Regions from separate parts of the Sus scrofa genome. Here region 2 is linked to region 1. A link is a contact called in public HiChIP or PLAC-seq data. All regions are on one chromosome and are shown on one strand. Each heading gives the region's core, a stretch centred on a gene start, on an enhancer-like site or on the middle of the called end of the contact. The rest is flanking DNA. Distances are from core to core; before and after follow the strand shown. Region 1 holds the start of LOC110257285. Region 2 holds the start of TPPP (tubulin polymerization promoting protein).

The links. HiChIP or PLAC-seq counts read pairs in DNA pulled down with a chosen protein or histone mark.
Region 2: an H3K27ac HiChIP or PLAC-seq map of skeletal muscle shows a contact between it and region 1. The contact joins the promoter of TPPP here to the promoter of LOC110257285 in region 1. A contact is called at or near these places in 13 of 47 Hi-C or Micro-C datasets (epiblast stem cells, fetal liver, heart right ventricle and 6 more) and 2 of 2 datasets of contacts at active chromatin or transcription factors (alveolar macrophages and skeletal muscle).

What each region holds. Positions count from the first base shown.
Region 1 is chr16:79,497,802-79,503,258 of Sscrofa11.1, reverse strand. It overlaps LOC110257285, which reads right to left and starts at 1,749. Exons shown (of 13, transcript XM_021076900.1): 1 at 254-1,749. The coding sequence starts at 327.
Region 2 is chr16:79,532,047-79,537,272 of Sscrofa11.1, reverse strand. TPPP (tubulin polymerization promoting protein) reads right to left here and starts at 2,169. Exons shown (of 4, transcript NM_001123206.1): 1 at 2,152-2,169.

The sequences.
Region 1 (5,457 bases), core at 500-2,999:
TGCCTGCAGAGGAGACACGGGGTTGGGGGGCAACCAGCACAGGTGCGCCTGCCAGTGGTGCCAGGGCTGAGGCCTGGAGGCCAGAGTCAGATCCCTCCCTCCCCGTCCCCCACGGACGCCTCCGAGCCAGCAGCCCGGCCATCAGATGGCCTGAGTCGGGCCTCGCTTCTCTCAAGGGGGCGGTGCCAGTCCACTGCCTGGTCCCCCCGCGGCCAGCACCTCCGGGCCTCGGGGCCCCGCCCCTGGCACTCACACATTGGTCTCACACAGATGGCAATACAGGTCCTGGATGACATGAGCGTGTTTGGACCTGTCAAACACAGGCATAGGCTCCAAATAGTTCTTCTGATGCACGCTTTTCTCGGCCGGATTGATGGAAACTGCGATGATGTGGACCACGAGGTGGAAGAGAAAGATGCTACCGGTGACCTGGAGGGGGCTCGTCAAGGAGCAACTCGGCCCGCTCCGCACGGTGCGGGGCGCTCGCCCCAAGATGCCCTGGGCCACCGGGCGGCCGCAGGAGCCCACGCCTGGTGGGCGGCAGGGAGCTGGTCAGCCCCTCCCGTACCCGCCTCCCGCAGAGGCTGCCCGAGTCCTTCGCCCTCCAGGACTGGAGGCTGCGCCCTGTGACCCAGAGGGACAGATGCGCTTGCACCTGTGGGCACCAAGCCCGGCCCTGGAGGCGGTCGTGGGGGTCGTCAGGGCGGGGGGCAGCGCCCAGCACACAGGTCGGGTCACCAAGGAAAGGGGGGGAGGGCTCAAACACAGGCCAGGAAGCCGGGGCCAGCCCAGTAGGTCTCTCTGTCTCTCTGTTTCCCTTTGGGTCTCTCCCTCTCTGTCTCTGTCTCTGTCTGCTCTGTCTCTCCCCTCCCCCAGGGAAAGACACCCCAGGCTCCCACCCCCTCCAGGACTCCCAGGGTAAAATCGAGCCCGCAGATCCTCCAGCCTCCTCTCCAGGGACCAACACACCATCCCCATGGAAACCAAACAGAAGGGGCGGAAGCACGGGCCTGGCCTCCCCAGGAGCCCTGCCCTGCTTCCCAGGACGGTTCTGAGCCAGGAAGGTTCAGGGCTTACAGGCCCGGCTCCTGTGAGAGCGGCCTGGGCGTGGCGGGGGTGTGCCTCCTACTGCTGCCCGCGGGTGTCCTGGCGAAGCCGCGGTTCACAGGCTCTGCTGTGACTCCGCAGAGGCCCAGGGCGGTGCGGGCTCTGGGCAGTGAGGCCTCCCAGGCTGCACTGCTGTCAGGGTCCGGGGTCTGCCCGCCCCACCCTCTGGGGCTTGCGCTTGCAGGCGTGGTCCAGCCTGGATAAGGGCCCAGAGGAAGCTTCCATGGCGCTCAACAAGGCTCGGTGGGGGCTGGTTTGGCCAACACTGCTCGGCCCTTCCTTGTCCTCTGGCCTCGGGTGCAGGCCCAGGGCCCTGGGTGCTGGGCGAGGGCGTGTAGGTATCAGAGGCTGGGGGGCAGAGACCGCCGTGAAGGCAAGAGTGAGCTGGGGCTCAGAGGGCTGGGCCAGGGGAGGGCGGGCGCAAAGCCAGAAGAACAGGGAGATGGCTGCTGGGGACCAGCCAGGCCCGGGCACCTACAGAGGGGACGGGACTCGGCAGAGAGGGCCAGGTGAAGACGTGGCGATGCTGAGGCCCTTCCTGCCACCGCAGGCCCCTGCAGGCCGCCCCTGCTGTTAACAGATGAGCCATGCTCCCGTGGTCAGTGGCCAGCCTACACTGTCACAGCTGGTGACACCAGCACATTCCAGTACGCTGGTCCCTACACCCACTTCCTGAAGCCTGAGGCATGGCCGGATGCACAGCACTGTTTGTGTGGTTACCGGGGCAACGGGAGTGAGTCCTGCGCAGGAGGCCGGCGATGGCAGCAGGGGACAGATGTGACAGGAGGTGGCACTGCAGCCCAGGTGCCGCCCCTCCTCTGTGGAGCTCAGCGGGATGGTTCTCATCACACACTGTGGGCAGGGCCAGCGGGCCAGATGGGAGGCTGGAGCTGAGTGCTCTGTCCCTGCGTCCACCCTCAGCTCCCCCCAAGGCCACCGCCAGGGAGAAAGTGGGGACAGCAGCCCACTAGCGACTCCCGTCTCACAGCGGGGGCACCTGAGCACTCGACCAGAGCCTGAGAGGCCAGCCCTGTGGCGCCTCGACTGAGTTCCTGGGCTGTCCGAACCTGCAGGTGTCCCTGGCAGGTGTTCCCAGGCCTGGCATCTGGGACCCCAGGACCTCAGGGCAGCCTTCCACCTGGACCCAGTGGACAAAGCCGCCCGGCCCCTTAGACATAAAGTGTCCGCTACGGGCACACGCATGAGCATGCCTGCTGGCACGCATGGAGGACTGGCCAGGTCACCCTGGCCACTGCGGGCAACAGCGGCTGCATTTGCTTAAGACGAGCTGGCCGTTCCTGCCATTGGTCACGCATTCTGTGGCCGCCATTGAGCCCCCAGAATAGAAAGTGCCCCAGGATGGGTGTCCCATCCTCGGGCTGCTGGCTTTCACTTTCGATGTAATTCTATCTTAGGAGAGTCTTAGGTTCAAGTTAATAATAAAAAGAACGGGGTTCCTGGTCTCACTTCCACTACAAAGCAGGACATGCCGAGGTCCCCTAGCAACTATCTTTGTTCGGTAAACAAACAGCGCTGGCGCCAGCCCTCGCCACGCCTGTCACTGCTGCCTCGGGTCGGTCGTCCTGCGGCAGGCGGCCAGGGGCAAGCCCCGCCCCCGCTGCCCCGCCCCCCGAGCTGCCCCGCCCCCCCCAGCCCCTGCCGCTGCCAAGTTCCTCGTGCTCAGACCCAACGCGGGATCCAGACCCTCCAGCCAGCGGAGGGCGGCCAGACTCCTGCGCGGTGACCTGGTGACCCTGGTCCTCAGCCCTGACCTTGGCCCCTGCCCTTCCCTGGGCCTGGGCTGCAGGCACCTCCCGCTCCTGGATCCCTGCAGGCACTGAATGACGCTGGCGCCCCCCAGCGGCCAGAGCAGAGCGCCCACGTGCAGCTGTGTAGCGCCTGAGGGATGCCCCTGGGGTTGGGGCGACAGGCAGGTCCCCAAGACAGTCTGAGCTCTGCACAGCCCGGGCCACACTCCTGCTCTCTCCACTTGGGACAGGCAGGGAGGCTCGCACAGACTTGGTCCTTCCTGGTCCTGCCGCCTCCCTCACTCCGCAAACCCGGGCGCTCTCCACCCAACCAGAGACGCCAGGCGGCCAGCGGAGAGGCAGGCGGCGGAGCCCATGTCCTCACCAAGGAGGGCTTGACACAGGCACAAACACCCCCTTTTAGAAACTGGTTCTGCTGCCCACTTTGCAGTCAGCCTGCCCACGGGCTCTAACACGCACGACCCTTGATGTGGGGCCCCACGTCACCCAGACGCCCACCCTGACAGATACCCCCGGGACGGAGCAGAGCACCCCGGGGTCACAAAGGTCACAGTCTCTCGGGGAAGGGGCGCGGTGGGGAGCAGCGCTGCATGCCCCGGCCTGGGGGAGCATGGAGCGCCTCAAGCCTCTCCCCACTGAGGCTCGGCCCTCCCCTCGGCACCACAGAGCGGCTGCTCGGCTGTGGCCTGGAAAGGCCTCCGCCCTGGGTCACAGCTCCTCCCCGCCTCCTGGGGCCTCTGTCCACCCCGGGCCCCTCACACCCCTGCCGCCAGCCAGGCTCGCATCTCCCGCACCGGCTCTGGCGGGTGCCGGTGGCAGAGACCCCGAGTCGGCGGTGGCACGGAGGCCGGAGGTGGGGTTTCAGGCGCTGTGACAACGGGGTGCTGGCGTGAGACGTGGAAGCCCCTGTGCACCTCGCCAACAGCGGCGCCCCGGTGAAAGGATACCCCATAGGCAGTGTATCTCCAGTAAGGTGGCATTAGCGGAATGAATATCCCAAAGTTGGTGGAGGTCAGTACGAGGAACACGACCCAGCACGCAACCTGGAACTTGTGGAGGGGCTTCGACCAGCCGTTAACCCGGGACATGCGAGGCGGCACCACCATCTTCTCCTCGGTGGGCTGCGCTTCCGGAAGCACCTGCCTCGCGCTCTTGGCACAGAGACCCATCTGCAAAACACGGGGGGCACGGGGGCCGTGGGCTCCTGCCCGCCACCTGCCTGGCCTGGGGGACGCCGGGGGCGGACCCGAGCCCAGCAAGGCCCGGCCCCGAGATGTCACGGCTGGGGGGCGGGGGCAGGCCGAGGGACCCGAAGGGTACCCCTGTGCAGGCCGCGCCCCACCCCTCATGGCCAGGGACCAGCCCCAGGACGAGGGCAGGGGCTGGTTTATGAAAACACATGACTCAGTGGGAGGGCCACCGGGGGCAGGGGGAGAACCCCCACCAGAAAGAGGCCTCATCCTGGGCTGGGGGGTGGGCAGGAGAGCCGGAGCTGGCGGAGGATGTGACCCTCTCATCCAGCCGAAACCCCGCAAGTTCCCCGAGACAGGAGAGAGACCACGCTGCCCCGAGTCCTGTGATGTCCCTTCCACAGGGATGGGGCCTCCGAGGGTCCAGGAGCTGCCCAGTCGCAGGGGCTGGGAGGGAACCGTGACCCTTCCGCCGTCAGGTGGGCAGGGGCACCCAGAAAGGGAGGGTGTGGTGTCGTCTGGGGTGGCGGCAGGGGGAGGACTCTTTCGAAAACTTTGCCCCGTCGGGCCCTGAGCAGAGCCCTTGTCTCTTCAGAGAGAAACGCAGGGAAAACGCAGCTATCTAAACGTGCGGCTTCGGGAAGAGCACAATGTCGACAGCTACTCTGGGTAGAAGGATGCCGTCTCGGTGAGCTGTGAGTTCCCTCGGGAGAGGTCCTGGGAGCAGACTTCAGCTGCTTGTGGGTTCTCTGGCTGTGACACGGGGTGCCACCTGCACATGGGGCCACCGCGGCCGAGTTTACCTGGGTTACATGAGCGTCTGAAAGCACATCTGTAAACAAGACCGAGGCCCCGGGGAGAAGAACCCGGAAAACCGGACTTGGTAATGAAACATGATTCCCAAATAAAACCACGCAGATGGAAGGGCAGTGGGACAGAGAGCATCTCTTGCCCAAATCCGAAATCCAGTGGCCTGGGGGGCGGGGGGAGGGCCGCATCACGGGATTGTCCAGGTCTTGGAACTGAGAGTGGGGATGTGACGTCTACGAGAGTAAATTTAAGTGACACAGACAGAAAAGCTGGAGATCCCACGCAATGTTGATCTGCTGGGATCCGCAGAAGAGGGAAATGGAGAGGGTGGAGGAGAAGAAAAAAAACGGGCGGCACGTCTCTACCGCAGGAAGATCTAGGACTTGGGATCGGGATTATACTCCAAGAACCAGAGAGTGAACAAAGAGATGCATCCACAGCAGTGGAGAGGTGGCCTCGGAGACACAGGGTCTCACCAGGGTCCTGGAGGGACAGGGAGGAGAAACCCTCCAACAGGGTCTGCCTGGCGGCGGGCTCGGAGGAGCTCAAGTGCCACCTTCTGTCCTGAGACAGACTCGCTG
Region 2 (5,226 bases), core at 920-3,419, 34 kb before region 1:
AGCCTTCCCGCCCAGTGAACACCTGCTGCTGAAGGGGTGGGCGGTGGGTGTGTGTTGATTCTCCTGCCAAAGCCCAGCGTCTGCGTGGTCCGGGGTTTGTGGGCTCAGGTGGACTGGGCACAGTGCCCGGCACCCTCAGCTGGCGTGGTTTCTGGACGGCGCCAGGCTGGGCTCAGGGCATGAACCTCACGGCCCAAGGAGGACCTGATACTTCAAGGTGCAGCAGGGCCCCGTCCCTGGTGGCCCCTGTATCCCCAGATGGCATCTTCTACATGCTCCTCCAGCCTCACCAGCAACATCACCAGCTATAAATAGGCCTGGCGCTAAGTCAGCACAGCCTCTCCCCGAGGAAGCTTTTAATTCTCAGCCTCTCCTGCAGGGAGCGGCTCGTTGCCCACCAGGGAGGCCACGTGGACACTGCCTCGGAGGACAGTTTGGCTGCTCAAACGTTTCTCCTAAACCTCAATCAGTGATAAGTGATTTTAATTCTCTACATGAAATTCTCCTGTGATTTGCACATTTCCCACAATGAGCATCTATAACCTTGGATCTAGTAAAAACAGTTTATTTATTGCAACTTCAAAGGATTCACGAAGATCAGCCAAACAACACCTAGGAAATAAGAATAAACCCAACACAGCTTCCTCTAGTCTCCGTCACTTCATCATTCGGAAAAGACAGAGAAGAATTTTTACTGCAGTGTTTAAATGACGGTCCCTTTCTGAGTCTAGATCCTTCTGGAAATCATGAAAGCTCTACAGACCCTTTCCCCAGGAAAACACGCAACTCTCGTGTGGCCTGCACTTTGCAGCCGCTCCCAGGAAATTCACCACACCCCTCCTCCCCTCAGTCATCACAGAGCCCTGCCATCCCTGCCCAGTGCTGGGAACAGGGGCTGGTACCAGAGATGGGAGCCCAGCTAAAGGCACTGCAAGGCGTCTGTCTCACTGCTGCCCCCCATTTCCTGCCTGTTCCAAGCCTCCCCTCTCCAGCCCCACTGCTCCGTCCGGATGCCGTCCCAGTGCCCTGTAGTTCAGGTCAGGGTTTACTGACCCCTCCTAAGCGTCAGGGGCTGGTCTAGGCTCTGGGGAGCGCCACCCCCCACCCCCCCAGTTCACCGTGCCTGAGACTGGCCGTGGGGAGTCCTGGAGGCAGCAGTGGGGGCCGTGGGAGCTAGGTCCTTTCGCCCGCCTCCCCCAGGGACCATGCACGTATCCCATAAATGTCAGCAGAATCAGCCAATAAACACACGGATGGATGACAGCATAGCCAGCTTATCCTAAAAGGTGTCTCATCTTCAGAGAACCCCAAACGCCTATCAAAACAGCAGTCACAGGCAGGGTAGCCGAATGAGTTCACTTCTCACCCATTTCAAGGCTTCATTTACATAACTGAAACCGCAGAATAAAGAGTTTCCCTAGATCCTCCTTCGAAGGCGGGGTTAGGTGTGTGGAAAAAAATAAATTGGCAGCCAACCTCTTTATCTTGATTGCCGGTTCCGTGCCCACATGCGATAAGAAAACATAACACCCCTCGGGGGAAGCTTCTGGATTTGCAAACTGTAGGCCTGACACTCTCACCTGCACCGGCAATGGCGCCGGAGCCCTCGCCAAATGATCACGCGCATTCTGGGCCCGTGGACACAAATGGCCCTCCGTGGCCCTGGATCTCCTAAAATCCATGCTCTATGACAATGGCTTCATTTCAGACCCTCTAAGCCCGCGTTTCCCGCCGTCTCGCCTGCAGCCGACACGCCAGGCCTGGGCATGTGAACGTGTTCATACAGCTGGACACGGAGAGGGAAGGGGCTGGAAGGGCAGTCCTCTGTCGCCTTACGCACGGACGCAAAGAAAGGCGAAAGCGCCTTATTTAGGGCCCAATTATAAACCTGCCCTCTGCATCGCGCGCTGTCTCAGCTCGCTCCCAGCGCGTCCCCAGACCCACGCCCCGACGCGGCTGCAGGATTCCGAGCTCCGCGCGGATAGCTGGCAGCCCCAGGGCGCCCGGCGCACGGACGCGCGGAGCCTCGGGAAAGGGGCGCGGGCCGGCGCCGGGAATGAGTGGTGTGCCCGGCTTGCGGGCGCAGGTGGCCGGAGAAGCAGGGGGCCCTGTGCACCGCGCCTCAGGACGGAGCGGCCCGCGGCCACTTACCTCGGCGATGCGGCGACTGCAGCAGCGGCGCCTCCGCGACTCTCCCGCGCGCGACCGGGCGCCCGGCCTGCTCTCGCGGCACCGCCCCCGGCCCCGCCCCCGCCCCCGCCCCCGCCCTCCGGCCCCGCCTTCCGGCCCGCCCCCGGCTCCCCCTTCCACGCACGTCCTTCCCCACGCCCTACCCGCCCCGCGCTCTCATTGGAGGAGCCCCCTCGGGCCCCCACCCCCGGCTCCACTGACCGGTCCTCACTGGCTCTCACGGCCCCCAGCCCAGGCCCCGCCCCCCAGGCCCGCCCCCCAGGCCCGCCCCTAGCGCTCTCGGCGGCTCCGCCCCCGCCCCCCTCTCGGGACGCCTGCTCGCCGAGGTCGTTTGAGCGCAGCGTCTGCCTTACAAGGCGGATCGGCTCGTGCCCTCCGGGCCACACAGCTCCGCGGGGCGGGGGCAGTGCCTATGCGGCCCCAGCATGCCCTCCCGGACCGTGGACGCGGGAGGACGGATGGGTCTGCGGACAGGCCTGAGTGGGGCGGCCAGGTGCTGGCCTCTTCACAGAGATGCTCGGGCCAACGAGGGGGTCCGCGGTGGCGAGGCTCAGACCCCACGGAGGGGGCGCAGGGTGGGACGGAGTGGGGCCGATGCGCGAGAGTTTGGGGAACAGCAGGACTGTGAGGCGAGCGCCTGGGTGGTGTCGGCCGGTGTCGGGGAAGAGAATCCGTGCCGGGCACCGGAGGCTGTGCAGCCGCGCCTCCTTCCGGGGCGCAAGCGGGAGCTGCGTCCCCATCTGGGTCCCCCGCACCAGCTGGAGGCCTGCCATCTTCCCAAGGACGACGTGTACCCCTGCAGGTTACCTGTGTGAAGGGTGCAGTTCTCAAGGGCTCTTTCCCCCGGCTCCTCCTCGCCTCCTGTACCCTCCCCACCGGCCGCCCCTGCACTCTCAGGATGCCCGGCTTCGGGGAAAAGGGTGGTCTTTAGGTCACTTACAGCTCCACTGCCCTGACCCGGAGCTGGCCAAGGATCTGAGCTCGTCTCCTGGCTGCAAAGCCCCCAGACCTTACACACACACAGACACGCACACTCTACGGCCCATCTAGCTGCAGACCCCCACTCTCCCAGATGCAGAACTAAACCCCCAAACATACATTCAGCCTCTGTGCTCCACCCCGCCTGCAGGGACCCCACGTCCCAAGCCCAGGCTCTGCTCTGCTCTCAGGTCTCTGAGTCACAAGCACCTGCAGCAGCTTCTGACCTAACCTGGGATGCCGTTCAGGCCAGGCAGCCCGGCAAAGGCAGCAGAGGAAGCTGAGGTGCTGCTGTCCAACAGACCGCCAGCCCGGAGGATACCTGGGGAGCCAGGGGCAGGCTGAGCCCCTATCCCCACCGTGGTCCTGGGTCCCAGTGCCTTCCTCTCAACTCCTCTGGTTGCTACTTCTGCTCAACACCAGGTGAAGATGGGCTTCTAATTATCGTTGCCCTGAAAAATCCCATACTCCAGAGACCAGGCAAATCCAAACTCGTGGCGTTGGAAGAACAGGGAAAACGTGAGATCGCCCTGTGGCCAGCTCCTCATGACCCTGACTCTTCAGGTTGAAGCTGGCTGCACCTTCTCGGACCCACAGAGCCCCCAGCGCTGCTGAAGCCGCTGTTAACGATGTGCAGGAAACAATGAAAAACTCCACTCAGTGTTATGTTCCAATCATCGTATTAGCCAAATGGCGACTCTGTTAGTGCATTTTTCCGAACCTGTGCAGGGGCTGTGAGGTGGACCTGGTGATTCTGCCAAGGGTAGAATTGCGCTGGGAGGTGGGCGCCAGGCCTCCGAAGCCGAAACGGTCCAGGACCGGAGTCAGGGGAAGTCCGGCCAGACCTGGCGAGCAGTGGGCCGGCTCCTGGCACACCTGCGCCAGGCAGGAAGGGTGGAGCCACAGCCCTCCGAGGCCCCGCCCCACGGTCCAGACCACCGGAAGCCAGCATGGTGGCCGCTGTCCCTCTCTTGAGGCTGGTTGTCTGCTGATGAACTTGAGCTTTGGTCCTTGGGAGGCGGGCCCTTTCACAGCATAGGGTCAGGTCCGGCCACACTCGGAAAAGCGCCAGAAATAGTGGCATCGGCTCTTACCAGACTGGAAGGGTCGCCTTGCCGTGGGATGGCAGGTTACATCCCGGTTTGCGGGCAGAAGACCCTTCTCCGCCGTGGCTGCCCTTCTGGAGCCCCTTTTGTGGGGGTGACTCTGCACCCTGGTCCTTGGTCCCTGACACGACCTGGACCGTCTCCGTCCACCCTCCAGGTGGGAAAGCCCAGCTCGCGGTTGGCGGGTGCACGGCAGCCACATGGAGACTGGCCTGTGAGCACTGGTAGGACCCTGTGCTTGTTTCTCAGGGTCACAGGAAAAGAACCGCCAGGCCCCGGCAGCCTAAACAGCAGAGACGCTCACAGTCCCAGCGAAAGAGCCAAAGAAGTCCAAAGCCATGGTGGTGACAGGCGTGCTCCCTCAAAAGGCTCCGGTGACCCTGCCTGCCTCCCCCAGCCGGGGGGCCCAGGCGCCCCTGGGCTCGAGGCCTCACAGCTCCAGCCTCGGCCTTTGTCCTCACGTGGCCTTCTCCCACGTCCGCTTTCTCCCCGTGTCTCTGCAAGGGCACACTTGCTGGATTTAGGGCCCATGTGGGGAATCCAGGCTGACCTCGGGTCGAGCCCCCAGTCCTTCGGTTCCCCAGGGACTGATATGGGGTCTTTTCCTGGCTCCCCCAGGAGTCCCACAGCCCGCCAGGAGACGTCCCTGGGCACAGTCCTGTCTCCCCCCAGCCGTGCCTGGCCGTCTCGGGCTCTGGACCCTGGGTCCCTGCCCCCAGGACCACCCAGGAGGCAGAGGGCATCTGTGGGCAGGAAGGGGTGGGAGGCTCAGGCCAGGCCTAACTCCACCTACCAGGCTTCACACATTCCTTATTTTAAAACTGAAGCGTGTCCTCCTGTTAAAATGCCCCCTTGACCACACGTGCTCAGAGGCCTGGATGGCTTGCGTCCTTGTCCACGCAGGCTTCGCCGTCATGGGAGCTGCTTGTGGGCCAGGCAGACATGCACTCAG